Regions from separate parts of the Mus musculus genome. Here all the other regions are linked to region 1. A link is a contact called in public Hi-C, Micro-C, promoter capture Hi-C and targeted proximity ligation data. All regions are on one chromosome and are shown on one strand. The core of a region is the stretch at or near the end of the contact, and the rest is flanking DNA. Distances in the headings are between cores, read along the strand shown. Region 1 holds the start of Gna14 (guanine nucleotide binding protein, alpha 14). Region 2 holds the start of Psat1 (phosphoserine aminotransferase 1). Region 3 has its middle 30 kb from the start of C130060C02Rik. Region 4 holds the start of Vps13a (vacuolar protein sorting 13A). Region 5 holds the start of Gnaq (guanine nucleotide binding protein, alpha q polypeptide).

Evidence for each region. Promoter capture Hi-C pulls out the DNA fragments that hold promoters and counts their contacts. Hi-C and Micro-C count contacts between places; a contact is called where the count stands out from the background.
Region 2: a targeted proximity ligation map of pancreatic cancer cells shows a contact between it and region 1.
Region 3: a contact with region 1 is called in a Hi-C map of bone marrow-derived macrophages, with 15 read pairs. A contact is called at or near these places in 3 of 39 promoter capture datasets (cranial neural crest, embryonic stem cells and neural stem cells), 1 of 484 Hi-C or Micro-C datasets (bone marrow-derived macrophages), 1 of 130 datasets of targeted methods (stem cell-derived neural progenitor cells) and 2 of 9 other capture datasets (adipose tissue and macrophages).
Region 4: a contact with region 1 is called in a promoter capture Hi-C map of the HPC-7 cell line. A contact is called at or near these places in 7 of 39 promoter capture datasets (the HPC-7 cell line, HPC-7-derived erythroid cells, cranial neural crest and 3 more), 8 of 484 Hi-C or Micro-C datasets (the HPC-7 cell line, the N1E-115 cell line, embryonic stem cells and 3 more), 1 of 130 datasets of targeted methods (astrocytes) and 1 of 9 other capture datasets (liver).
Region 5: a contact with region 1 is called in a Micro-C map of embryonic stem cells, with 2.3 times the contacts expected there. A contact is called at or near these places in 4 of 39 promoter capture datasets (embryonic stem cells, hippocampal neurons and liver), 12 of 484 Hi-C or Micro-C datasets (the N1E-115 cell line, Sertoli cells, cerebral cortex and 4 more), 12 of 130 datasets of targeted methods (bone marrow-derived macrophages, craniofacial prominence, embryonic basal ganglia and 8 more) and 3 of 9 other capture datasets (adipose tissue, embryonic stem cells and liver).

Annotation. Positions count from the first base shown.
Region 1 is chr19:16,433,690-16,438,565 of GRCm38.p6, forward strand. Gna14 (guanine nucleotide binding protein, alpha 14) reads left to right here and starts at 1,978. Exons shown (of 7, transcript NM_008137.4): 1 at 1,978-3,128. The coding sequence starts at 3,005.
Region 2 is chr19:15,922,769-15,927,644 of GRCm38.p6, forward strand. It overlaps Psat1 (phosphoserine aminotransferase 1), which reads right to left and starts at 2,291. Exons shown (of 9, transcript NM_177420.2): 1 at 2,096-2,291. The coding sequence starts at 2,155.
Region 3 is chr19:16,013,118-16,017,993 of GRCm38.p6, forward strand. No RefSeq gene overlaps it. Among named protein-coding and RNA genes, the nearest start is that of C130060C02Rik, 30 kb to the left of the region's middle.
Region 4 is chr19:16,778,434-16,783,309 of GRCm38.p6, forward strand. Vps13a (vacuolar protein sorting 13A) reads right to left here and starts at 2,500. Exons shown (of 72, transcript NM_173028.4): 1 at 2,237-2,500. The coding sequence starts at 2,336.
Region 5 is chr19:16,130,393-16,135,268 of GRCm38.p6, forward strand. Gnaq (guanine nucleotide binding protein, alpha q polypeptide) reads left to right here and starts at 2,292. Exons shown (of 7, transcript NM_008139.6): 1 at 2,292-3,069. The coding sequence starts at 2,934.

The DNA of each region.
Region 1 (4,876 bases), core at 728-3,227:
GTATTTTGCCTACATGTATGTCTGCACACCACATGTGTGCAGCACATGCAGAAGCAAGAAGAGGGTGTTGAATTCCCTGGAACTGGAGTTTACAGTTGTGAGCCACCTAGTGGGTGCTGGCAATGGAACCTGGTCCTAAGCCAGGGCTTTTAACTGCTAAGCCAGCTCTACAATCCCTTGCCTTTTTTTTTTTTTTTAAGTGTGAAAAATCATTGAAGAAATGATTAAATGTTAGAGTTGGGTGAGTCCCCTGAATGGATTCTAGTCCATTGCTCTGCTCACGGTTAAGGAAAGTGCAATCTAAACATGACGGGAGGGGCTTCGGGTACCTCTATCAGATAATTTAAAATCAGCCAGCCAGTTTTGACTCAGAGCAGCTAACCTTCCTGATATAAGTACTCTATGCTCTTAAAAATGCAGGTGTGTATTCTCCCCATACCATTTCCGTTGTACTGCTTATATGTTTGTGCCTTGTCTTTTCTGCCGGATGTGTTTTGAAGATTCTCCCCAGTTTGTTGTTCTTCTGTCGTCATGAGTGAACGGTGGGAATGCAGTGTACTGAGTTCGTGGCTACTCAGCTACAATGGCATATGGATGCTTCCAAGTGTTCTTATACAAGCTAGAATGGTTATGCTATCATTGGAAGGTATGATTTTTTTTCCAGTGCTGGATGTTAAATGCACAGAGGGCTTTATCACTGAGCTACATCCCCAGCCCTGAGGTAGATGGTGACACCACGATGCTGTATGCAGGCTGTCATTCACCCAAACATCCTAAGGTGTTATTCATTGGGACATAATGTTACTCATAGATCACCTTAATGGATACATAATATTGTCCTATGTGGACCAAACATAGTTAATTTGGCTTATTTCCTGCTGTTGACATTTTACTCATTGAGTTTGTATTGTTAGCTGAAGATAGAGATCTTTGCTTATAAACCTGTGGGACTTCTTCAGCACCGTGTCCTATACAAGGAATACGGGTTTGATCAAATGAATGGGAACACTGAAGGGTTCCGGTAGGTACCAAGGGTTCCGGTAGGTACCGCCAAGTTCGCCAGGGACGATCTGTCAGGATCTGTTTTGGAAGGCTAGTAACTGGAGACTGAACAGGTCAGTTATTCCAGTTAACTTGGAATTCAGATTTGCTCTGGTTTTAATATCTGTGGAAGACTAAAAGCCGTGATTGAGATGTTAGTTTGAGGAGCCAATGGTGGTGTTCTCAACACCTGTAGGAGCTAAAGGGAAAAGTGGGTGACAGATTACAGAGAGAAAAAAAATCCAGAAACTTTCCAGTAGGGGACACTGTTGTCGTCAATTATGCTTGGAAGGATACTAAAATACAGGGCATTTTAAAGCCTGATTGGTCCGCACTTCTTAAACTGTAAAGTAAATAAGACTTAGCAGCCAGATAACATTAGCTGCCAAGTTCTTATATAATGACCACAGCGCCCCACTTCTGCTTCCATTGCTCTTCACGGAGGAAGAATTAGCGTCTGATTCCGTAACCGTGCACATGTCATATGCCAACTTGAATAGAAGGCAAAGAAGATTTGCTCTGGTCCCGAGGATCCCTTATCCGCACCTTTAAATCTGCACAGACAAAATCAGAGTAGTTTGCTTTGTGCAAACTTTGTGCATTTGAGTTGTCAGGGGTTCTTTCAGATTTCCTACATCCACACGCAGAGTTCCAGGAGCTGTCCCGAGGCGGCAGTCTGGCTGCAGGGCTGGGCAGGGAACTGGCCAGGTGTGCCGGGAAGGTGCCAACTCTTTCTACAAACAGAAGTCTTTTCCATCATCAAATGCAAAGCAGCCAGCCGTTTTCCTTCACCCCTCCAGTCCCTGGCCCCCTCATCCGGTGCCAGGAGGTAGGACCGGCTGGGAGGCGTTAACTAGCCCTTTGCTCTTTTGCCAGACCCCGGAAGGCAGCTGCAGTTCCTACGCCAGCCAGCAGGCCCATCTGCACTAGGCAGGCAAACTACAAGCTGACCCAAGGCTTGCACTAAGCCCAAATTGAGTTGTGGCATCCGGGAAGCAGAGGGAGCCAGTCTAGAAACCCCAAGTGTGAGCGGTGGAGAAGCTGGTGGGCAAAGCTCAGCCTCAGGTGGGAAAAGAGGCCTGAGCCTAGCTGCTGGCATGCGGTGTGTGAACGGGCTGCAGACGTTTGGCTCGGGTCTGCTAGTGCGCTGCCTCCACCCCTGGCACTGAGGCTGGGAGTTGACGAAACTCCCTCACCTGTCGGAACCCGGATCTGGCAGCGGGAAGGGGGCTGGCAGCCAGTGTCTGCTGGTTACAGCAAGCTTGGCAAGTGGCCCTGCCTGCACTAGGGCGCCACCGCCAAGGAGGCAGGTGTGAGACTACTCTGCGACCCAGCCTCTTGTTGCTATCCTTTGTCCCCAGGCACCGTCGGCTTGGGGTAGGACTTCAGGCAACTCCTGCAGCCTTGGCTGCAGGTTCGAGACGCTCCGCCCCCTCCTGTCACATAGAGCGGTCAGTGCTGGAGGAACCTTCCATTCCGCAAAAGTCTACGGGTTGAGGTTTTCGGAACTTTGCAAACAGGGACTAGCTGGCCCTTTATTTGCAAGCCAGGCCACACCTGCTGCTAGCCTGCGACACCCTACAGTCCCGGAGAGACCATTCTAGCAGCAGCACCGACGCCCCAACTTTTGATTCGCGGTGTGCGTTGCCTACCTGGGTACCCAGCTACAGTGTCCGGGGACGCACATCTTCTGGAGACAGCGCCAATCACACTGCCCAGTTCGCTCTTCTCTCCCTCCCAAGCGCGGGGTTGGGTGCCTGATCCCGGACCACACAAGCGCTCAGGACTCGCCTGACCTCGGAACTGCCTTCGAGAAAGCGTTAGCCTAGGAGATCCGAGCCTCTTTCTCCATACCATAGTTGGTTCAGGTGGTTTCCTCTTCAAACCTTGCGTCTGGCGCGGATAATCCGCGCGGCCGGGCGTTAAGCTCCAGGTCCCTGTCGCTCCGTCGAGGTGGCAAGCCATGGCCGGCTGCTGCTGTTTGTCTGCGGAGGAGAAAGAGTCTCAGCGCATCAGCGCGGAGATCGAGCGGCAGCTTCGCCGCGACAAGAAGGACGCGCGCCGGGAGCTCAAGCTGCTGTTGCTGGGTGAGTGGCCGCCTTTATCCAGCGCGCAGCTCTGGTGTTCTCGTCCCGGCTCTTTCCCGTCCCAACAAGCCTGCCGGGTGGCGTGCTGAGTTTCTCTATGTCCCTTCAGGGAACCGGTCTTTTTGCACCTGGGGAGCTGGGCCACCTTCGATCGTAGACTCCTGATATCTCAGAGCAGGCCAGGGCTCAACTCCTGGACCCTTGTCAGTTTCTCTCCCCCCCCCCCCAACCCGGGGCCTGCTCGCTTTTGCCCTTGGGCTCCCAGCAGGCGGCTGCTGCGGGAACCCCCAAACTTAGTTGTTGGTGGGTGGTGGGGAACGGCCTGCCTCGCAGTTTAGGTTCGGTTCTTGTTGAGGGTCTGACTGCAGGGGCCACGTGCAGCATAGTTTTTACCTGCCAGGTATGGTCATGGTGGGAAGGCTCTGTCCTCACTGTAGAGGAAACCCTAGAAACTGACAAACTGGAGAAAAGGGGAAAATGATAGCAAGTGCGCCTCGGAAGTGACACCCCTACTGCTATTCTCTCTTCTGACACCAGGACCTTCTGCTGATGACACCGGAGCCTGCATCAAGAGAGTAGCTTTAAGTCTCCCTTGGCCCACCTTAGTTTAACTTCAATGTCCAGGCTATCTCTACCAGTGCCTCCTTAGGCTTTTAGAAGGCCTTTGAAGAAGTGTTTTTAAAACAAAGAGAGAAGAGTTTAAAGTCTGATTAATTCCCCCAAGGCAAGGATCTCTTTCTTCTGGCCTGTAGAGTGTCATTCAGCCCCCATCCATTGTTGGACACTGGCCCTTTTCTTTCACCCCCATCCCCACCCCCAAAATAGCTGCTTGCATTTCCTCTGTCCTTTCAGGCTGGAGTCCTCTCTTTCACCATTTGTTTAATTATTTAATTAAGCAGTCCCTTTTGAAGACTGACTGAAGGAGAGGGCTTTTAGCCTGCACTGCCTTCACACCCGAGCAAGCCCTCCACTATGTAACTGGCTACTGCTGAGTTTAAAGGGCCTCCTTTGGTTTTCCTTAAACCTGCAAGTTCAAAGGGCTGACCACCCAGATTCCACACTCCTGATTCTTCTCTAAGGCCAGAGGAAAGTCCCTGCCAAAAGGACTCCTAGCTTACTATAAGCCAGTGAGGAGAGACCTGATTAGGGGAGTAAGCACCAAGGAAAGCTGTTTGCTGAGGCTGTAAAGACGCTGGGGACAGTAGCTTGAGGTCCACAGCTATACCTACGAGGTTCCTACAGTGGGTGGAGTGTGGGGTGGGGATGGGAAGGAAGGGCCACTTTCCACCCCTGGGGTCAGGGCTGTTCACCCAGACTTGGAATAGGCCTGGGAACTCTAGCTGAACCCTGCAGTCTGTCATCAAGTTCAGTTTGTCAAGTGTGGAGTATCACGTGAACACTAAGATGATTAACTATGCCTTCATTTGAGTTCAGATGGATACGGTCTCTTGTCAAGGGCAGACTAAACTTTAGTTCACTCGGAAATATTTAGATTCGTGTGAAGGACTGTTAGGACTATACTGAGGCTGGCCCCTTGTAAGGCAAATTATGTAGCAAGCCGAGCCATAGTGTATTACTAATAGGCCTCTTTGACAGACCTAGACATACAAATAAGTCACATTTAGCGTCAGTAACTGAACCCTCAGGCCTTCCTACCTCTTGTCCCACTCTGGCTCCCTGAAGTACTTCCTGTTCTTGTCTCCCAGCTGAGACTATCCATCACTATGGTGACAATTTTCCTGTTCACT
Region 2 (4,876 bases), core at 1,041-3,540, 510 kb before region 1:
GAGAGAAAGAGAGAACAAGATATCATTAAATTTTATGTTGAAACTGCACTGGCCATGTGTGTGTGTAATATATGTTTATCTCAATATGTATGTGTATATATATATATAGTGTGTGTGTATATATATACAATTTGAGTAAATTTTAGTTTATACATTCATATTCTAAAAGAAACACCTGCAACAAAAACAGAATCTTAGTTTTTTATATATGTAGGAGTATGATACACACACACACACACATATATATAAATCAAAAACATTCAAGTTAAATTTCAGTGAACACATCCCTATTAAAAGAAGCACCTGGGACAGAGTCTTGGGTTTTGTGCGTTCAACAGGATTAAACAGGACCTGCCTCAGCAAACAGCAAGCAGGAGCTCTACCAGATCCCGTCCCCCTACTATCTGAAACCATCTTTGAACTTATTTTCAGTCTTTTTTTTAATTTATCTTAGTATTCATTTATTTGTACATCTACCCTCTGAAGCCAGAAGACCTCCGATACCCTGGAGCTTAAGATTTACAAGAGGTTTACTCCAGCAGTGAATTTTTCCAAGTGCCTTCCTTTAAATGATGGCCGGAGAAGTCATGGAAGAGATGGCTCAGCTGGGACAAGCACAGACTGCTCTTCCAGGAGTTGCAGTTGGAGCTCCAGAGCCCACATCAGCTAGCTCACAACCACCTCTAAGTCACTTCCTCAGGCACTTGACCCATGCGCGTACACACACCCACACACAGACACACCCATACATGAATTTTGAAAGCTTCGAAACTAAATCAAGAAGGCTTACTACATTGAAGTTAATCGCACATGCCTGTAATTCCTACATGCTGACTATTTTTGTCAACTTGACACTGTGGGCGGTGCCACCCCCGGGCTGGTGATCCTGAGTGCTATAAAGACTGAGAAAGCCACGGAGAGCAGGCCAGAAAGCAGCGCCCCTCCATGGCCTCTGCGTCAGCTCCTGCCTCCAGGTCCCTGTCCTCATTGCTTTTGATAATGAACTGTTATAGGGAACTGTGAGTGAAATAAACCCTTCCTTCCACTAGTTGCTTTTGGCCACAGTGTTTCATCACAGCAATAGTAACCCTAAGTAAGACACTGCTCTCTTGGGAGGTGGAGGCAGGAATAGTTCAAAACCAGCGTGCGGTACAAAGTAAATTCTAGGCTAGCCTGTACTGAGAGACACTGCCTTACCTAACCTGGCAAAAACAAAACAAAACAAACAAACAAACAAACAAACAAAAAACCCAGAGCTTTCCAAAACAGAGAGGGATGGGGGTGGGGGAGATCTCCCAGAAGGTCCCACAGTTCTACCAAAGACCGTCATGTAAGATGAACTGCAATGGCTGCAGAAAAAGCCCTGTTCTCAGCTTGTGTCGCTGTCCCTACAAAAGAAAGGCGTCTTTCCCTCTCTCACACTATCCTGTTTCTACCCCAACAGAGACCGTGGTGTCCCGGGGAGATCGCCAGGGTTCAACAAAAGATAATTGTACAATTCTTGGCCATGCCTGCGAGCTGTGGCAAGCGGTTACCAGATAGCAGCTTGGACAGCTGGTCCATGGGCTCCCGGCCACGAGAGGCATCTCATTCCGCACAGCTGGGGTGCGGGAGGAACCCGTGCAGGATGGGACGGGATGACACACCGATCAAGTGAATGGAACTTGGCCAAACAGACCAAAGCCTTTCAGAGTCTGAGGAGACAGGCAGGTTTCCAGGAGAAAGGCTTAAGGGCTGGGTGGGTTCGGTGGAGGCGAAGAGGGAGAAGCCGGCAGCTTTCAATTTCCGAGTTCTGAGGACTATGCTCCCAGCGCCCGGAGCTTAGCCTGCGCTCCCCGGAAGGAAACGTGCCGCCCCGACCGCCCATTCATTCACACTCCTACGCTCGCCTGTGCACGCGGGAGCCGCAGAGGCCACGCCACCAGGAGGCCGGCTGGAAGTGAACGCCCGCGTCTGTGCACAGGAGCGCATTTCGGCCTCAGCAACTATCTCTCCACGGCGGCATCCCTGCTCACCGCTGTCTGTATCTCAACACCCGCATCCCGACGCCCCACATCCCGATGCCCGCACTCCGACCAAACCCCAGCCACCTTACCGAGTGTGGCAGCTTGGCAGGCCCGGGCCCAAAGTTAACCACTTGCTTGGTGGCTTCCATGGTGCTAAGGCGACAGCAGGGGAAGTGGCAGGAGCAGAGACCACGCGAACAGCCCGCGTCTCCGGATGCAAAGGCAGAGCGGGCTTCAGCCTGCTGAGTCGGCGCTCCATTGGTTCGCTGTCTCAGGCCGCTCACTGATTGGCTCTCGCTCAGAAGCTCCCCTCCCTATTGGCCACGCTCACTATCGGAGTCTACGATCAATCAACTCCTCCTGGAGTTTAGAATTTCAATCGGCTTTAGCGGTCAACGCAAGAGAGCAGGGGATTGCACCAGCCACCCGCGTGGCGAGGTGCCTTCTGCCTTCGCGCACCTCTGGGCGCAGAGTCCCCTGCCCTGGCCTCTGAACAACTTCGAGGTGGCGCGCAAACCCATTGCTCCTGGCCCACCTCCAGCTGAGCTGGGCTATGCTGCATTTGTCCCAGAGCCAGTCCCCACTGTTCACCGGACTTTCCTAAGACCCTCACAGACACTCCGACGTAGAGACAGGACACTCAAAGAAGGAGGTGCAGCGTGTAGAAATGGTTGAAGAGTGCGGTCATAGGATTGTGACCTGGTGCACCTGATAATCCCAGCAGGGTAAATCAGGAGGATAGCTACGTGGAGGCCAGCCACACTACGTGGAGGGTCCCTGTCTCAAAAATCACATACGAAGCCTTTGTATTTGCACTTGCGCTCTAGCTCACTGCCCCACGGGTGGCTACGAACTTTGGGGGCAGCCCCACCCCACCCCTACCGCCACCCCCACCCTCATCGCGGACAGCCTCTTTCAAGTCGCTGAGTCTCTGTTCTCTCATTATCTCTTTCATGAACTGAGGAGCAGGAACCTGAATGTTGGCTCTTGTGCAGGAGGTCCTCAAGTTGTGAGGAGGTATTAACGGGAGCACAATATAGTCAGGGCCGGAGGAATGTGGCCCTGAGCCGAGCTGGGCACAGTGCCACATCTGTTCAAACTTTTCCACACAAGTTCCCTTTTCAAAGGAGTTGTGCTGGAGGCTCGCTTGAGATTCTGGAACAAGAAGGCCCCTTCTATGCTAGGGTAGTTCTTTTGAAGTCCAGAACATTTTAAAAGCATTTTTCCCTCTACTTTGCAGTTTCACCCAGATTCCTTTACTATGAAAACATTTTCCCAAGTTCTTTTGTACAATGGATGGCAGGAATAGGCACCGTGCCTACTGAGCGTTAATGCTGATCTCCGCATCTGTGGCCTCAGTTTGACAGGCGTGCAATTCAGCCTTTGAGCATTTGGGCTCTTGTTTGTTTCCCATAACCTGTAGAAGGGGTGTGGCTGTGAACAGAAACACTGCTTTGAGTCTGGGAGTAGTAGAGCAAAATTGTTAGAAAAGGCCGAATAAAGCCAGGTCCACGGCCTTCTTCAGCACCTTAGTTTAAAAACTTACATAGCTGGAGATAGGCGGTGTCTTACTGGGGAGGTAGAAGTAGAGGTAAGCCTTAAGTTCAAGGCCAGCCTGATCTACAGAGCAAATTCCAGGACAGCCAGGACTATACAAAGGAACTTGGTAAACTTTATTCACCTGATTTAACTGTTGTCTGGAGCTTAACTTAGGCCTAGTCCTGGAAGCTTCTGGCCTCTGTATAATCTAATCTAGACCCATAAAATTTTCAGCCTCTGAGATTTACTGCTCAATACGCTCACATTTTCTGGCTCTTTCCAAATTCTTGTTGGCTGGTTCAACTCCGCTGTTCTGGCTCAAAACTCCTCTTCAAGCCAGGTGATTCTATCTTGTTTCTTTCTCAAGCTCTCCTGAAATTCTCTGCTTGGCCTCATACTAACTTGGCAACCTACTCTAATCTCCTGGCTCCTCGTTCCCTGGCTTGTTCTGTCTTTACCTGTATCTAGCTTGTTTTCTCTTCAACCTGTCACTGTACAACTGTCCCAATAAGACTGCCTCCTTTCTCTCTCCCTCCCAGTCCCTCTCCTCTCCTCTCCTCTCCTCTCCTCTCCTCTCCTCTCCTCTCCTCTCCTCTCCTCTCCTCTCCTCTCCTCTCCTCTCCTCTCTGCTCTCTTTAGTAGCTTTCTTTCCTCTCCTTGTAAGAGTTGAACATATGGAGCCGGGCGTGGTGGCGCACGCCTTTAATCCCAGCACTCGGGAGGCAGAGGCAGGCGGATTTCTGAGTTCAAGGCCAGCCTGGTCCACAAAGTGAGCTCCAGGACAGCCAGAGCTATAAAGAGAAACCCTGTCTCGAAAAACCAAAAAAAAAAAAAAAAAAAAAAAAAAAAAGAGTTGAACATATTCTCCTCTGTCAAATCTTTCTCTGATTCATCACTTTGTCTGCCACTCAGCACTTTCAAACATGGCTGCTTCCTTCTATAAACCAGCTTTTAGTTTTAATTTTACTTTACTTTTTGGTTTGCTAACTTTTAGTTTTAACTTTACTCCCTTCCTTGTTTTGGGATTAAAAGTGTATACTAAGGGATGAACCACACCACACTGGAAACAAGTTATTTCAGTAAATAATACAAACTCCGGGGTTCACAGTGAGATCCAATATCCTGCAACAACTTGGTCTTTAAAAACAAGAAAAGAAGGGCTGGAGAGATGGCTCAGTGGTTAAGAGCACTGACTGCTCTTCCAAGGTCCTGAGTTCAATTCCCAGCAATCACATGGTAGCTCACAACCATCTGTGCTGGGATCTGATGTCCTCTTCTGATGTGTCTGAAGAGAGTGACAGTTTACTCACATACATAAAACAAATAAATCT
Region 3 (4,876 bases), core at 1,019-3,518, 420 kb before region 1:
GACAGAGACAGAGATGAAAACTGTGAAGTTTCCAAAGAGAAGGAATATGGATATGGGTAAACTTAAGGTTGTTGGACCAGGAGCATGCAGATAAAGAATCGGTAATTGTTAAAGTTCTTGATGCCATTAAAGAAAAACTCACACTGTCACTGGAGTAATGAGGAGGTACTCACATGGCAAGACCCCACCCACTGAAAGCTCCAGCCTGTAAGAACGGATACTCATTTGAAGGGAAAGAGCCTGACATGAGGATAACGCTGAAGGGATTTCCTGCTCAAAAAAACTGTTTCCTCTAAGACAAGCACACAGTGGTCCCTGAAATTTTGGTCCAAAGGCAGGTGTCTAAACATCTCATGCTGTTTGGAAAACTTGGTGTACTGGCTGGTTTTGTGTGTCAACTTGACACAGGCTGGAGTCATCACAGAGAAAGGAGCTTCAGTTGGGGAAGTGCCTCCATGAGATCCAGCTGTTTCTCAATTAGTGATCAAGGGGGAAAGGCCCCTTGTGGGTGGTGCCATCCCTGGGCTGGTAGTCTTGGTTCTATAAGAGAGCAGGCTGAGCAAGCCAGGGGAAGCAAGCCAGTAAGGAACATCCCTCCATGGCCTCTGCATCAGCTCCTGCTTCCTGACCTGCTTGAGTTCCAGTCCTGACTTTCTTTGGTGATGAACAGCAGTATGGAAGTGTAAGCCAAATAAACCCTTTCCTCCCCAACTTGCTTCTTGGTCATGATGTTTGTGCAGGAATAGAAACCCTGACTAAGACACTTGGCAGAGTTATCCAGATGATATGGATTTTGTAGAAATGAAGGATGAAAAGCATGGAGGTTAAAGAGGTTATGTCAAGGTTCCAGAAAGCCATTGAGACAGCAGAAGGGCCTGAAAGCTAGGATGAAGCTAGGATGGTGAACCCTAAGGTGTAATGGAGACCTCAGGATGATGGATAATGGGAAATGTTAGGACTGTCATAATCCATTGAGGAAAGCTTTAGACACAGAGTTGAACCAACCCATGACAGAACAAATAGGCTGTAAACAACAGCAGGAGGGAAGAACTACCCAAAGCCTTGCAAGCACAGATGCCATCATGACCTCAGATGCTAGACATGGAGCTAAGCAGTTACGTAATGACCTTGGTTCCCTGCTGTCTATCTTTGTGCATCTCAGAAAAGTAAGAGCTTCCAAGATATAAGCAGCTTAAGCCTGGTAACTGGAGAAATATTTTAAAAGTTCTCAATGATCTTGTTTCACCCTTTATTGTGTGACTCAGTCATAATTTTGGACAAATATTTTAAGAAGGAAAAGTCACTTTACTTCTGAAGACTAGAGCATACTCATTTGTGCAGCATCCAGAATTTAAATTCTTAGTATGTGAGTCAGGTATTCTGGAACATTCTTTTAACCCCAGCACTTGGAAGGCAGAGGCAAGTAGATCTTTTTGAGTTCAAGGCTAGCCTGGTTTACATATTGATTTTCAGAAAAGCCAAATGTACAAAGTGAGACACTGTCTCAAAAAATGAATACATAAGATAAATTCTTAGCATGTGGTGGTTCCAAATGTCATTTCTTCTTATTATTTTGGAGTGAATATAGGAAGATGACTAAGCAACTCAGCCTTGGATCCATGTAGCTTGTCCCTAGGTCTTCTAATTTATTGACACCCACCCTAACTTCCACCATGGAGCCTCGTGACTCTGGAAGAAAGTGAGTCACAGATGTGAGCCTAGCTCATGACTTTGTCTAGAGGGGCTGAGGTTAAAGATTTGGCATGGAGGGTGATCAGATTTTAAACAATGGCCATGTAAATAGACATGGAGACTGCAAAGAAAAAGAAAATAACTCAAGACCAAGAGCTGAAAGGAAACTCAGAAGGGTGTGCCATGCTGTGTCTTCAGGACTTGGGTTTACTTAATGCCCTTAAAGGAGTTTTGAGCATCTAACGGAACATATGCGTTCTTATTGACAGTATACCAAGAATGGGAAACAGATTGTCTTGGTTGGGTTTTGTCAATTTGACACAAAATAGAGTGATCTGGGAAGAAGGAACTTCAGTTAAGAAATTCCTTCTTCAGATTGGCCTTTAGGCAAGTCTTTGAATCATTTTCTTGATAGATGATTAATGTGGAAGGGCCCAGCCTGCTGTGAATGATATTACCCTTAGAGAACTGGTCCTGGGCTATATAAGAAAGCAAGCTGAGCAGACCAGTAAGCAGAGTTCCTCTGTGGACTCTGCTTTAGTTCCTGCTTCCAGGTTCTTGCCTTGATTGAGTTCCTGGCCTGAGTTCCTGCCATGGCTTGCCTCACAGATGGATTGTGACATCGAGCGGAAGATGAATAAATCAACCCTTTCCTCCCCGAGTTGTTTTGGTTGTGGGTTTTATCACAGCAATGGAAGCAAACTGGAACATAAAGCACTTCTCTGCCCTAGCTGCCTCGTCCACCTTCTGTTACCAAGAAGACTTTATGTTTCTCTTAGGCTCTTGCTAGCAGCAGCAAAGCAGTTTGGATTATACCGTCTGCAGGGATCCAGAGAAACAACTGCTCAGAAGCACGCTGATGCCGCCACAAAGAGTTCATTCTGAAATTTTTGTGTATCAGCCAATCCGTCAAAGTTCTGCCATGCTCTGCTGACCCTTCAAAACTTCGGAGTGGTCAGATGAGTGGGTTTGGATTAGTCCAGTTTTAGAAGTGTTGGCACCCATTCCACCCATCCTAGTGGAAGATGTCCCAGACCACAGCTGCAGAAAAGAGGAACTGAGAGTCCGTGTGAGGGAAGAAGGCTATCTGAAAGAGAAAAAAAAGGAAGGTGGGGAAGTTGGCACACTGTAACCTATCTCAGACTTTCATTTCAACAGAGGAGAGGACTTTTGTTGAGGGATATTAATTTCTACTCAGTGAATTAGTTAGAGAAAAATTCATTTTCGTCAAGTTCAGGGAATCTTTTTTCTCCTTCTTTGGTTATAGTACAAACTCTGGAGAGACAGTCTGAATATCATTAATTTACATGGGGGGTATCTACATAATGAAACCTTACCTTGTGCCCCATACATTTGCAGAATTTATATGTCAATAAAAATAAAAGGATAGAAAGGAAAATAGAAGATGTATTTCCTGCTTGAAAGAACCCATAACCCTTGAACTAATTTAATGTCTGCTGTGACTCACTTCAGAGACTTCTGGGAACAATAACTAAATGAAACAGATTCTAGGAGGTTCTGAGGGATAAGTGATTAATACTGGGGGAATTTCTCCAAGTCTGGGGGAAGCCCGACTGCATTAGAATATTGTTGGGCTCTGAAGGGATCATCAGCTTGTCCTGACTTGCCTAGGACATCCTTCACTTTGCTGTCCCAAGAGCCCAGTAAGAGTAGAAAAGAAATTGACTGCCAAGTATCCTCACTCTTCCTTTGAAATCTCAAGCAATCAAAAATGGAAATGGAAGAAACAACTCTGGTCTCTCCTCACCTGAGAAAATAAGGTTGACAATCATAATGAGTGTCATCACATGTCCTGGCAGGTGAGCATTCCCACCATGCCCTGCATGTTTTTGTTTGACTTTACATGCGGGTGGGATGCTGCATTTGAAAGTCTGCTTCTATGTAATGACTAGTGTCTTGCCTTTCTGCCTCCGGACAAAGCTGAGCCAACGAGCCAACAAGCCAATCCGTCCCCTTCCAGAGACAGTCCAGCTGTTCTGTTTCTAGTTGTTTTTACCCAAGGGTGTTTTGTCCCCAGGAAATATTTAACCATTGTTTATAAAAACCTTTTCTTGTCCCAGATAGGAGAGGTTGGTGCCCTATTGCCATCAAGAAGTAGAGACCAAGGATGCATGCAGATGAACATCTTACAGAGCACACTTCAACAACTTATCCACCTTTCACAGGAAAGAACTCTTACTCCAAATTTCAGTAGCCCAAAGACAGTGGAAGACCGTGTCTCACTTTCTTCTCTTCCATGTAGTTGTATATAGAAGCTGACCAGGGTATAAGCTATTCTATTTTTTACACGTGTCCTGAGTGTGTTGTTTACATGGAGAAGGGCAGGTAGCTTTAGTTAGGTCTCTGGGGCTTAGCCATGCTCTTACACATAGATTTTTTTTTTCTGGGACTATCTTGCTGTCATAACATAATAATAAAACTTTACCCCCTTCTAACTGCTAACCCCTGTCAATGTATCAACAACAACTACATCTATACAGACTCTTCCTGGAATTATGAGACATGCACATTTTCTATGTTTAACACATATGAAATAACAACAAAGTTAAAAGCCTTGTCTATACAAGGTGTATACCTGAAATACAATCAGTTGTGAGAAAGGGGAGGGAAGATTATAAGTTCAAGGATACTCGACTACATACAAAAACTCTGTCTCAAAAAGTAAGTAAATAAATAAATAAATAAATAAAAGTATCTACCATCTCCCATCTAACACAGCAGCAGCCTCTCCTTTCCCTTGGCACTGAGGTACATACATGTGGCTAATAACTCAGCAAGCAGGTACTCCTGTGATAAACTTTGACTCAGTAACTAATGACATTGAGAGTTAGAGATCAAGGTGCCAACGAGATGGTTTAGCAGGTAAAGGCATTTGCTTGTGGCAGGATTTTCCCTGTCCAATTACATTAAAATATTAGTGCAGCAGGAGACCTGCAATTGGACAGGGAAAGGGGAGGCAGCTCGAAGAGTTGCAGGGACAGAGAGCGACTCAGAGGAGGGAGGAGGAGAAGCCAAGATGGAGGCAGATGGACAGGAAGAAGATCCTGATCCCACGTGGTTTTAAATAGTCACAGGTAGTTATGAATATCATATAGGGATAGAATAATTGGGATAAGTCATGTGTTCTAGGTGGGCAGCCTGTATCATTATCAGTTGGCTCTGA
Region 4 (4,876 bases), core at 1,250-3,749, 350 kb after region 1:
AAAGATCCAGCACCTCTTATCAGTGCCAGACTAGGGGCTAAGCTTCCAACATAGAACTTTTAGGAGACACAATCAGACTTTAACCAAATCCTATCATTTCACTTCTCATAAAGTTACATATTTACTTACCACTCACAATCCCACTGCTAGGCATTTACTCCAAAGAAATAATTTATGTTCACACTAACACCTGATGCACCTTGCCCTTTAACTGCCAAAAAGGAAATACTGCAAAGATGGCAAACCTGTGTCTATAACAAGCCCTAACGTCCTGCATACATCACCTTGTCCTGCCATTCCCGTGCTTCTGAGCAGGACAAGGTGATGTATGCAGGACGTGAATGACGCATGGACGACTTCTCTGCATTCTGTTAAGAAGCCTGACTCAAGCCGCTACACAGAAGCTGAGTGTGATGGCACAGGCCTTTAACCCCAGCACTCAGGAACCAAAGCAAGAAGATTCTAAGTTCCAGGCCAGCCTGGGCTACATAGTGAAACTGGATCTCAAAAAGAAAAAAGCTACAAAGCCAAAGGATTCAGTTTATAACACTCTTAAAAATAAAAGCAAACCAGCAGACTGTGAACAGATAAGTAACTGCCACTCGAGGAAGAATCAATTACAAAGAAAAGAAGTGGGAATTTCCTAGGCTTATAATCTTTTTGTATCATTATTGAGATAGTTGAAACATTCTTAAGGTTTATTAAAACAAAACTATTCACAAGACTCAACTTTATTCTAGGTAAACTTTAAATACATAAATTTGGTGAATTATAGTTTACACAGCCTGCACCTTAAATGTACAAAACATTTCACTACAAATCAAACCACTGTTCAAGTAACGTTTTCTTGTTCATTTTATTGTTTTCATCTGTATGTATGAGTGTTTTGCCTGTGTGTATGTCTGTGCACTACACGCTTGTGTGCAGTGGCCCCTAGAGCCAGAAGAGAAAGGCAGATGCCCTGGGACAGATGATTGTAAGCTGTCATGTGGACACCAGGCTTGGATCCAAGTCATCTGGAAAGGTAGCCAGCGCTTTTCACCACTGAGCCATCTCTCCAGGTACCAGCTCAGATATTCTTCCAGGCTTTTTTTCTGAGCTACAGAGTTTTGTTATCCTCACTCTGCAACTGAGAAGCAGCGCAGACTAAGCAACTTGCAAGTACCTGATCTCAAAGAGGCTGTGCTAGCTCTTACAGATCAATTGCCCACGTTATCGTGGAAGAAGGTACCTAGCTACATTGAGGGCTTGTTTGTTTAATAAAACTAAATTACTTGTTTTCATTATTTCAAAAATGAGAAGGCTCAAGATAAACGAGAACTTTTAGAAAGTTTTAAGTAAGTACATTATCAGAGAATGCACACACTATTTACACAAATAATTAACCCTAACTTTGGCCTGGAACGTTCATTTCAAAAAAGGCCTCTACTTGCTAATAGCTACTTAAAATAAACAAGAGTCTAATGCAATACAGATGGAAACACTAAAAATAAGACACTGTATTAGGTAAATCATTGCAGTGAAGGGGTAGATGCAGCCCTTCCCATCTAAGCAACAGAGAGGAGTGCTCATCACGTCTTCGTCAGGTCCGAGAAACGGAAAGCCCAAATTACATTTTGACCGTCTGTTTTCCTGCATTTTCTTTTCGTTCTTTAAAAAAACAAAAAACTCAGGTCTTACAAACACCCACATTCCCACCTGGTCAGGCTGCGACCTGAAAACCTAAGTAACTCTGAGATACTCTGAAAGGGGCTTTCCTTTCCTTTTATTCCCCCTGTCATTTGCCTGTCCCAGCTAAGCAACACCCAAGTCCAAGTTCAGTGGCCGGACCGGAACTCGCCTAGAAAGCACGGTGAAGTGGGGCAGGGAAGGGACGAAGGGTGTCTTCGCGGACGGCGCCTGGTCTTCACGTGCAAGTCGGCGTGCGACTCCCCGTGGGCTCGCCGGAGCCTTCCTGACAGCCCGGGGCCAAACTGCCAGGGATGCCTCCCTTGCCCAGCGGAGGCCAAGGGTCACCAGCACCCGGCCCCACCGGGACGCGAGGCTTCAGCCAGCGCCTCCCCCAACCTCACGGCTCGCGCCGCCCGCCCGCCCGCCCGGGAACCGCCGCCCCGCTTTACATAACTTGAAGGGCGAGGCGGGCAGCTGCAGGTGGCGGCGCCGGGCTGGCCAAGGACCGAAGCCACGAGAAACCGCGCCGCCGTCTCCCGCGACCCTGGAGCGGCGACCCCGTTACCTTTCCAAATGCCCAGGGAGAGCTGGGACTCGTCCAGGTTCACCACATAGTCTCCCAGGAACCGGTTCAACACTTCCACGACCACCGACTCGAATACCATTTTTTTTCCTCTCTGCCGCGGAGGGCACCGCGGCACTACCCGGGCTGCTCCTCCCTCGAGACGGCTCGGCTTACCGGCTCCCGGCCCGCTCCAGCTACGGTGCGGGTGCTGCCGGGTCCCCTCAACCCGACCGCGAGCCCCACAGAAGGAAGGTAGCCGCTCGCACCACGCGTGCGCAGCTCGGGCTGCGCGTGGGGGCGTGACCGACGCGGAACTGGAGGCGCGGCCGGGAGCGAGAGTGAAGGACGGCGGCTGCGCAGCCGCGGGCCCGCCCTTGCCCGCGAGCGGACCGCCGGGCCTCTCCCGCCGGCCGCGCCTCCTATCCGTCGCTTAGCAACAGAACACCAGTCGAGCGCTGGAGACCCCGCCCCGGAATGATTCTCCTTTTTACCCGCAGCGAACTTTCTCTAGGAGGCGGGGCGTGATGATAACCGACAGGAACGCCGCTTCCGAAAGAGAAAACTAAGATCGCGGGATCCAAAGAGTGGAGAGTGTACAGCTTGGTGCGAGGTTGCGGGAAGTTTCCTGAGGCAGTTTCCCAGGACGCTTTTCCCCCATTATTACCAGTTGTGAGGTTCGGCCAGCCTTGGTGCTTGGGTACTTCCTGACGTTCTCCCTTCTCCTGGCAAGGATGCGAACTGGCCCTTCAGTTGCCTTCCCTTACTTCCTCAGCTACTAATCTGTGCTGAGGAGGGGCGAGGGAGAGTAAAGTTGGGAGATAAATTCCAAGTTCTTAATGTGCAACTGCTCTTGGCACCTTTTTCCGGTCAAATCATTTATGTGAAAGCCGCCAGTCATGTTAAAGAGTAGCACGTTTGAGTCAGTCCGGAGACAGCAGAGAGCCTGCCAAGAACCAAGAAAGACACCTCTGAGCCTTAGTGGCCAAGCTAAAATAAGTAGTGTCTCCGCTCCACGCTTGGACTTAGAGAAAATTGGTCCCAAAGTCCTGAGGTCACAAGACAGAGGTGCAACTTACAGAACCGACATTAATCCTCTGAGGATTTCAGAGGCAGCAGTACACTTTCAACTTTCTCTTCGCAAGGCACATCCTGATTTGGCACTGAGTGTATTTTGTGCATAGTCATCAAGTATCTCAAATTTATTTCAGAAAAAAAAAAGAGCAAAAATAGTGTAAACTTTTTTAAGCTTTTAAAGAATATATTAGCATATATTTTACAAAATAATGGGTTTCATTATAACATCTTGATAAATGTGTATATTTTGGTCGTTTATTACCCATGACTCTTTCTTGTCCTATTGACTGATTCCTTCTTCCCAAATAGGACCCCTTCTGTTTTCATGGATTTTTCTATCAAGATTCTAAACCTTCATCCATGTTGGTTTTTTTTAATGAGTTTTTATTTAGCACAATTTTAAATTTCATTTGTGTGTGTGTATAAGTGTTTTCTACATCCGTACCTGGTACCCTCAGGAATAGCTCTCTGGTTATTGGCGTTACAGGAGGTTGTGAGCCTCCATGTGGGTGGGTGCTGGCAACGGAGTTCAGGTCCTCTGAAGCAAATGCTATTAGGCAGTGTCGTCTCTTGAGCCTATTCTAAAATTTGATCCCAGAGAAGATATAAAACACTGGACTGCTTCTCCTATGGTCCCCAAGGACAAACGCAGATATGATTCCATCAAAGTTCACGTTGGAGAACCAATGAGTTTGTTGGGCTTCCTTAAAGAGCATATCTGAGGACTTCGTTATGGGAGTGTGGGTGTGGGAAGTACTTACCCAACAGGGATGAAGGCTTCTCCATTGTAGCTTCATAGACAGAACCCACTCTTCTAGTCTTCCCCATCCACAACCCCAGTTTGTCAGTCCTCAAACTGTGGGTATCCACAAGGGTCCTGAATAAGCCTTTCACAGGGGTCGTCTAAGACCATTGGAAAAAGAAAGATATTTGTATTACAATTCATAGCAGTGGCAAGATTAGAGTTGTGAAGTAGCAACAAAAATAACTTTATGGTTAGGAGTCACCATTACATGAGGAACTGTGTTAAAGGGTCTCAGCAATAAGAAAGTTGAGAACCACCGTTCTAGTCCCTCCCTGAGGCCATGTGCAATTCAAGCACAGTCACATACCACAGGTGATAGTACAGCAAGGTACGCTCCTCCACCAGCTGAGACAAGCCTTTTACAAGGGGCTACAGCTGAACAAGATGGAGGACACCTGGCTAGGAGGACAGTCACAGCAAGGTCTGAGGATGTTTGCTGCATGTTGTGTGATTGTTCTGAGACACATCTTCCTGAACTCTGTACATGGAGTTGACCTCAAACTCGTGGAGATGTATGTTCCTGCCTCTACCTCTCAAATGCTGGGAATAAAGGCTATTGTCACCACACCTGGCTTATTTGACATAGTTTCACATAGTTTTTCTTTTGAAGGGCCTTTATGGAGTTTCTAAGTCAACTTCATGATCTCAGGGACACTGAGGTATTAGGAATTTTTCCAAAGTCAAAAACGAAATTGGACTTCCTGATTCATCATATTTGAGAATATTCACATATTTCTCAATAATAATAATAATAATAACTT
Region 5 (4,876 bases), core at 1,042-3,541, 300 kb before region 1:
TGTGTGCTCGTACACCGAGCTAAGCCTATATGTTCTTTAGGGTACATTGAAATGCTTTTTACCTTTACCCCAATTTTTGTACAAATCAACTCCAGTTTTTTCTTCTGTATCCGTCCAGAGCTGCACCATGCCTTAAGACCACATGCCTATAGAGTTTGAGGACATGCTGTAGGCCCCGGGTGCTCCTCACTGCATCTTTACTGTATTTAAGCAGTTAATCCCTGCTTGTTGATTTAATGAACTGGAATTTTGTAACATGAGCCCTGTTCGGTTGCATAATTTAGAGTCTATTCTTCTAGAGCACACTCAACACCACTGTGAGTTTCTGTATGGACTCCATTTGTTTGATGTAAGTCATAGGGACACTTGCTTAGCAAATGCTTTCCAGATCCATCAAAGGTTTATGCTTGGAATTTTCTCTTCCTGTTTCCCTCTTGATGTCCTTATATAACTTTGTCCTGTGCATTGCTGGCATTCCTTACTTCCTGATTTCTTTCCAGTGAGTGATACGTTGATTTTTTTTTTTTTTTTTGTCAATTTAAATATCTGTACCAGGGCATGTCCCTGGGGCTGAGACAGAAGTGACAAACAAAGAGGTCAGTTAAGCAAAATATATTACTGACACTTTAAAGGCACAATTTGTCTCAGGGGCTCCTTAGGAAACCAGACATGAAATGTTGATCGTTTTGTTTTCCAGCTTGTTGTGTCTCTCTAGGACACACACACACACACCCCACCCCCACCCCCACGAGGGGGGGCTGGGTATTACTTGCAATTCTTGCCCAATTCTTCTATTTTACATTTCTGCCTTGGACTCTGAATCTTTAGTATCTAAATATTCATTTTCACAGCTAGTCTACACCAGCTCTGATGGTATTCATATAAAAGGGGTGAGAGGTTCACCTTCTTTGCTTCTTTGCTTCTTTGGCAAGGTATCTTTTTTAAAAGCAGAGTATTACATACAGACTTTACGTCCACAACTCCATCTGAGTCCTGGCATAGAGGCTGAATGTATGCATGCAGTGTATCACGGGGGTGGGGGGGTGGGGGTGGGGGTGGGGGTGGGGGTGGGGGATGGGGTGGGGTGGTGGTGGTGGTGGTGGAGAATAAGGCAAACCAGAGGAGAGACCTTGAAGTCCAAGACTTGTTTCATTCTTAAGTTGCAGCAATGGGTATGATCTTACATTGCAGCCCAGATCAACAGGAGCAGTTTATGAAAAGCATGAAATGTGGAGGCGCCCACTTCTATCTATAAAGTCAGGAAAAATAGTACGATTCTCCTCTTGATGTTTGAGACACACTGAATTGAATGAACCTTTTTTTTTCCCCAATACAACCTTGAATGAACAAGATATTTTCTATTTATTAGTAAACCACCTCAAATTAGAAGTATAAAAACCAAATAGAATTTTGCTCCAATGATACTAGTTTCTTCACTTTCTCCTATTTTATTCTCTCTCCCTCCCCCTTTTCTTTGCTACAAGGTCTCATACTGCTCAGGAAGCAATTCTCCTGCCTCAGCCTGTGGAGTGTGGAGTTTATGGGTGTGAGCCACCATATCTGTCTCTTTCATTTCATTCTGTACTACTTGGCGTTCTCCCAGAAGTCATCCTTAACTGTCACGGTGTAGAAGGGTCAATCCTACATTACCAGACTGTTTAACGTAGTGTGCTGGTAGGAAAACAGAAACCACCTCAGTGACCCGAAAAGTTGGAACGGATCAGGAGGCTCTTGGAAACTTGGGCAGCTTCTTTTTTTCTCTTTAGGATTCAGATTCCTATCTGGAGATAAGGAGGACAGTTCCGTCCACAGATCCCTCAGTAACCCCCAGAGAGCCAGTGACAATCCTTTCTCTTCCCTAGTAAAGAGCATCCCATCTTCTAAGATGGATCTTGGGTCAGAGGCCACTCGAGGCAGCTTCTTCCCAATGGCGTTTTAGAAATAGGAAAGGGCAGCCCGGCTGCAGAGAGGCCCGGAGCGCAGCGCGTGGGCTCCCGGCAGGGCTCCCGCAGCGCCAGCGGCCAGAGGGCAGGCCGAGGCCGCCATATTCTCGCCGACCACGCCCCGGCAGCCCAGCGGCAGCCGAAGGTCGGTGTCCGCCTGCCGGACCCGCTCCAACGGCCGTGACCGCCGCGCCGGAGCTCGCACAGAGGGAGGCGGCCGGCGAGCGGGGCGGGCAGTCGGGGGCGGGGCGAGGAGAGCGCGAGCTGTCCAGGAGGGGCCGCGGTCCCGCCCCTTGCGCTGTGCCCGCCCCCTGCGCCCGTCCTCCTCCTCCTCCTCCCGCCGCCGCCGCCCCCTCCCGGATCTGTGCTCCAGTTCAGAGAAAGGAGAAAATGTGTGTGTGTGGCGAGGGGGAGGGCGAGCACTGAGCAGCCGCGGCGCGCCTGGCAATCGGGCCGGGTGGGCGTCCGGCGGAGGCGGGGGCGGAGGCGGGGAGCGCGCGGCGGCCGGCTGCCCGGTTTGCGAGCGAGCCGAGTGGGCGCGGGCAGGCCGAGGGCGCCCGGAGCCGAGTCAGGCGGCGGCGGCGGCGGCGGCGAGGAGCGGGCGCGCCGGGCGCGCTGAGCCGTCGGCGGTCGCTCGCTGCGGGGCCGCCTCGGTGGATGAGCTCGGGCCGCTGGGCGCACAGCCTTGGGCAGCGTCGGCGGCGGCGCCTGGAGGGCCGCGCGCTCTCCGAGAAGGCGGCGTGTGAGCGCGGCGGGGCGCGGCGGCCTTTCCTCGCGCGTCCCAGGCTCCCGGCCCCGCTCGTTCCCGGCCCGCCTGGGCTGCGGGCCCGGCCGCCTCCTTTACCGCGGCTCCCCTGAGCTCGTCCCTGACGCGCGCCCGGGCGGCGGGGCTCCGCGGCCGCCGCTGCCTCGGGGGAGCGAGGGCGGAGGGCGTGTGTGCGCGCGTGTGAGCAGGGCGCCGGCGGGGCTGCAGCGAGGCACTTCGGAAGAATGACTCTGGAGTCCATCATGGCGTGCTGCCTGAGCGAGGAGGCCAAGGAAGCCCGGAGGATCAACGACGAGATCGAGCGGCAGCTGCGCAGGGACAAGCGCGACGCCCGCCGGGAGCTCAAGCTGCTGCTGCTGGGTGAGTGCGGCCCTTGGGCCCCGGTACCCCCCGCCCCGGCTCGCCGCTGCCCTCCCCACGCGCGTCCCCGGCCGGCACCCGCACCCGCACCCGCGCGCGCGCACCCAGGGGCCGAGGGCCGGGGCTCCCGGGCGCGGATCCGCGGCGTGCGCCTTTGGTGTCAGCTAGGGCCGTGCTCGGTGCACAGCGTCTGCGGGACGGCTGAGCGTCCGCGCGAGCGGCGCGGGTGGGCAATGGCGTGCAGTGCGGTGGTCGGCCAGCGTCCATTGTGGCGCGTTGTGGGGTGGAGAGGGAAGGGTGGAAACGGGGAGCAGACCCCGGTCTGGATTCTGCTAGGAAAGGTGCTGAGGAAGCCTTGGCTGGCGCTCCAATAAACCCGGGTTAACGTACTGGGCAGGGGCGGGGCGGGAAGACTAGCCCAAATGTGCTATACTGTAGCCACCAGGCCACTGACAGGAGTGACCCCAGAGAGTTGCATGGCCAGTGGATGGTGACAGGCGTCTCTATGAACCATTCCTTCCGGATAAAGATGAAGGATCCGGGAGTGTTGTACTGTGTGGTTGTTGACAGCAGACGGGTGTCTTTTGTTTAATGAGGCGACCCAGATGTATGCCTGAATTCACAGCAGTTTCTACTGGAAACCAGCGCAGCCTCTCAGTTACTCTCCTGGAAACAAACAGAAACCTTTTGTTTAAAACGGACATTTTAGTATCTTGCCATCTGGGCTCCAAGAAAAAACGGGAAGAGTGAGAGAAAATTTCCCTCTGATCGCGTTTAAAAAAACAAAACAAAACAAAACAACAACCCAACATTCTCCCTTAACATGAAATTAGCAAGAAAATGCTATTTTCAAATAGGAGCTATATTGATTATTATCTCCGAGAGAGTGTTCGGAATCAAGCGATCAGGGTCCATGTACAAGCTAGCATGACATAACTATTGCTATTGTGGTAGGAAGCAAGAACTGCTTTGCAGGAACAGGCCTGAAAAATGTCTGCACTTGTGTTTATTTGTTACCGCTTCACAAACATTTCTGTAAGAAAAGAATGTTGCATTGTTGGGATTTGAGAAGACACCCCCCCCCCCCCCGTTTTTTTCTTTTCATTTTTCTTTTTTTTGCTATCTGGAGCATTCCATGTGCTGGCTCCAAGAACCCATTACCTTGGGGCCTGGCTTGCTTATCGTCAGGAGCAAAATATCATAATCACACATGGTTCCCAATGCTGTTCCCTTCCCTTAACCAAGGTCTTTATATTGAAATCCAGTTAGGTAAATGTGCACATATAATGTGTTCATAAAGACTAGAAGGCAAGGGGCTGACTAGAAAGATGGGTTTCAGGGGGAATAAGCCAGAGCAATGGGGAAACTGGGTAAGCCTGTCCACCCTCATCATTTCTGTTTCTTCTCAAGGCTGAAAATGGAATGTCTTATCTTTTTTTTTTTTTTTTAATTGAGAAGGGAGAAGCAAGGGCAAGTGGGATAAATATATGTTGATCCAGTATACAATTAAGAGGAAAGACACGTGTTTTAGAGATTTTTCTCTTAGACCTGGCTTTTAATTTTCCTTTGTTTATAGTCTTCATATGTTTGTGTTTAGCTAGGAACAGGGCATTTGAGGTCTCATTGACCAAACTTATTTGCCTGAAATTTGACAGCTCCAGGTTTCCCAGCAGCTATGAGTTAGGTTTGTCAGAGGGCCTAGGTTTACATGCCTGAGAGGGGAATACACTTAGAGAGATGCTTAATTACATGCTGTGTATTTTAATAATATACCATGCTTTAAAAAACGAACGTGGAAGTGATTTCC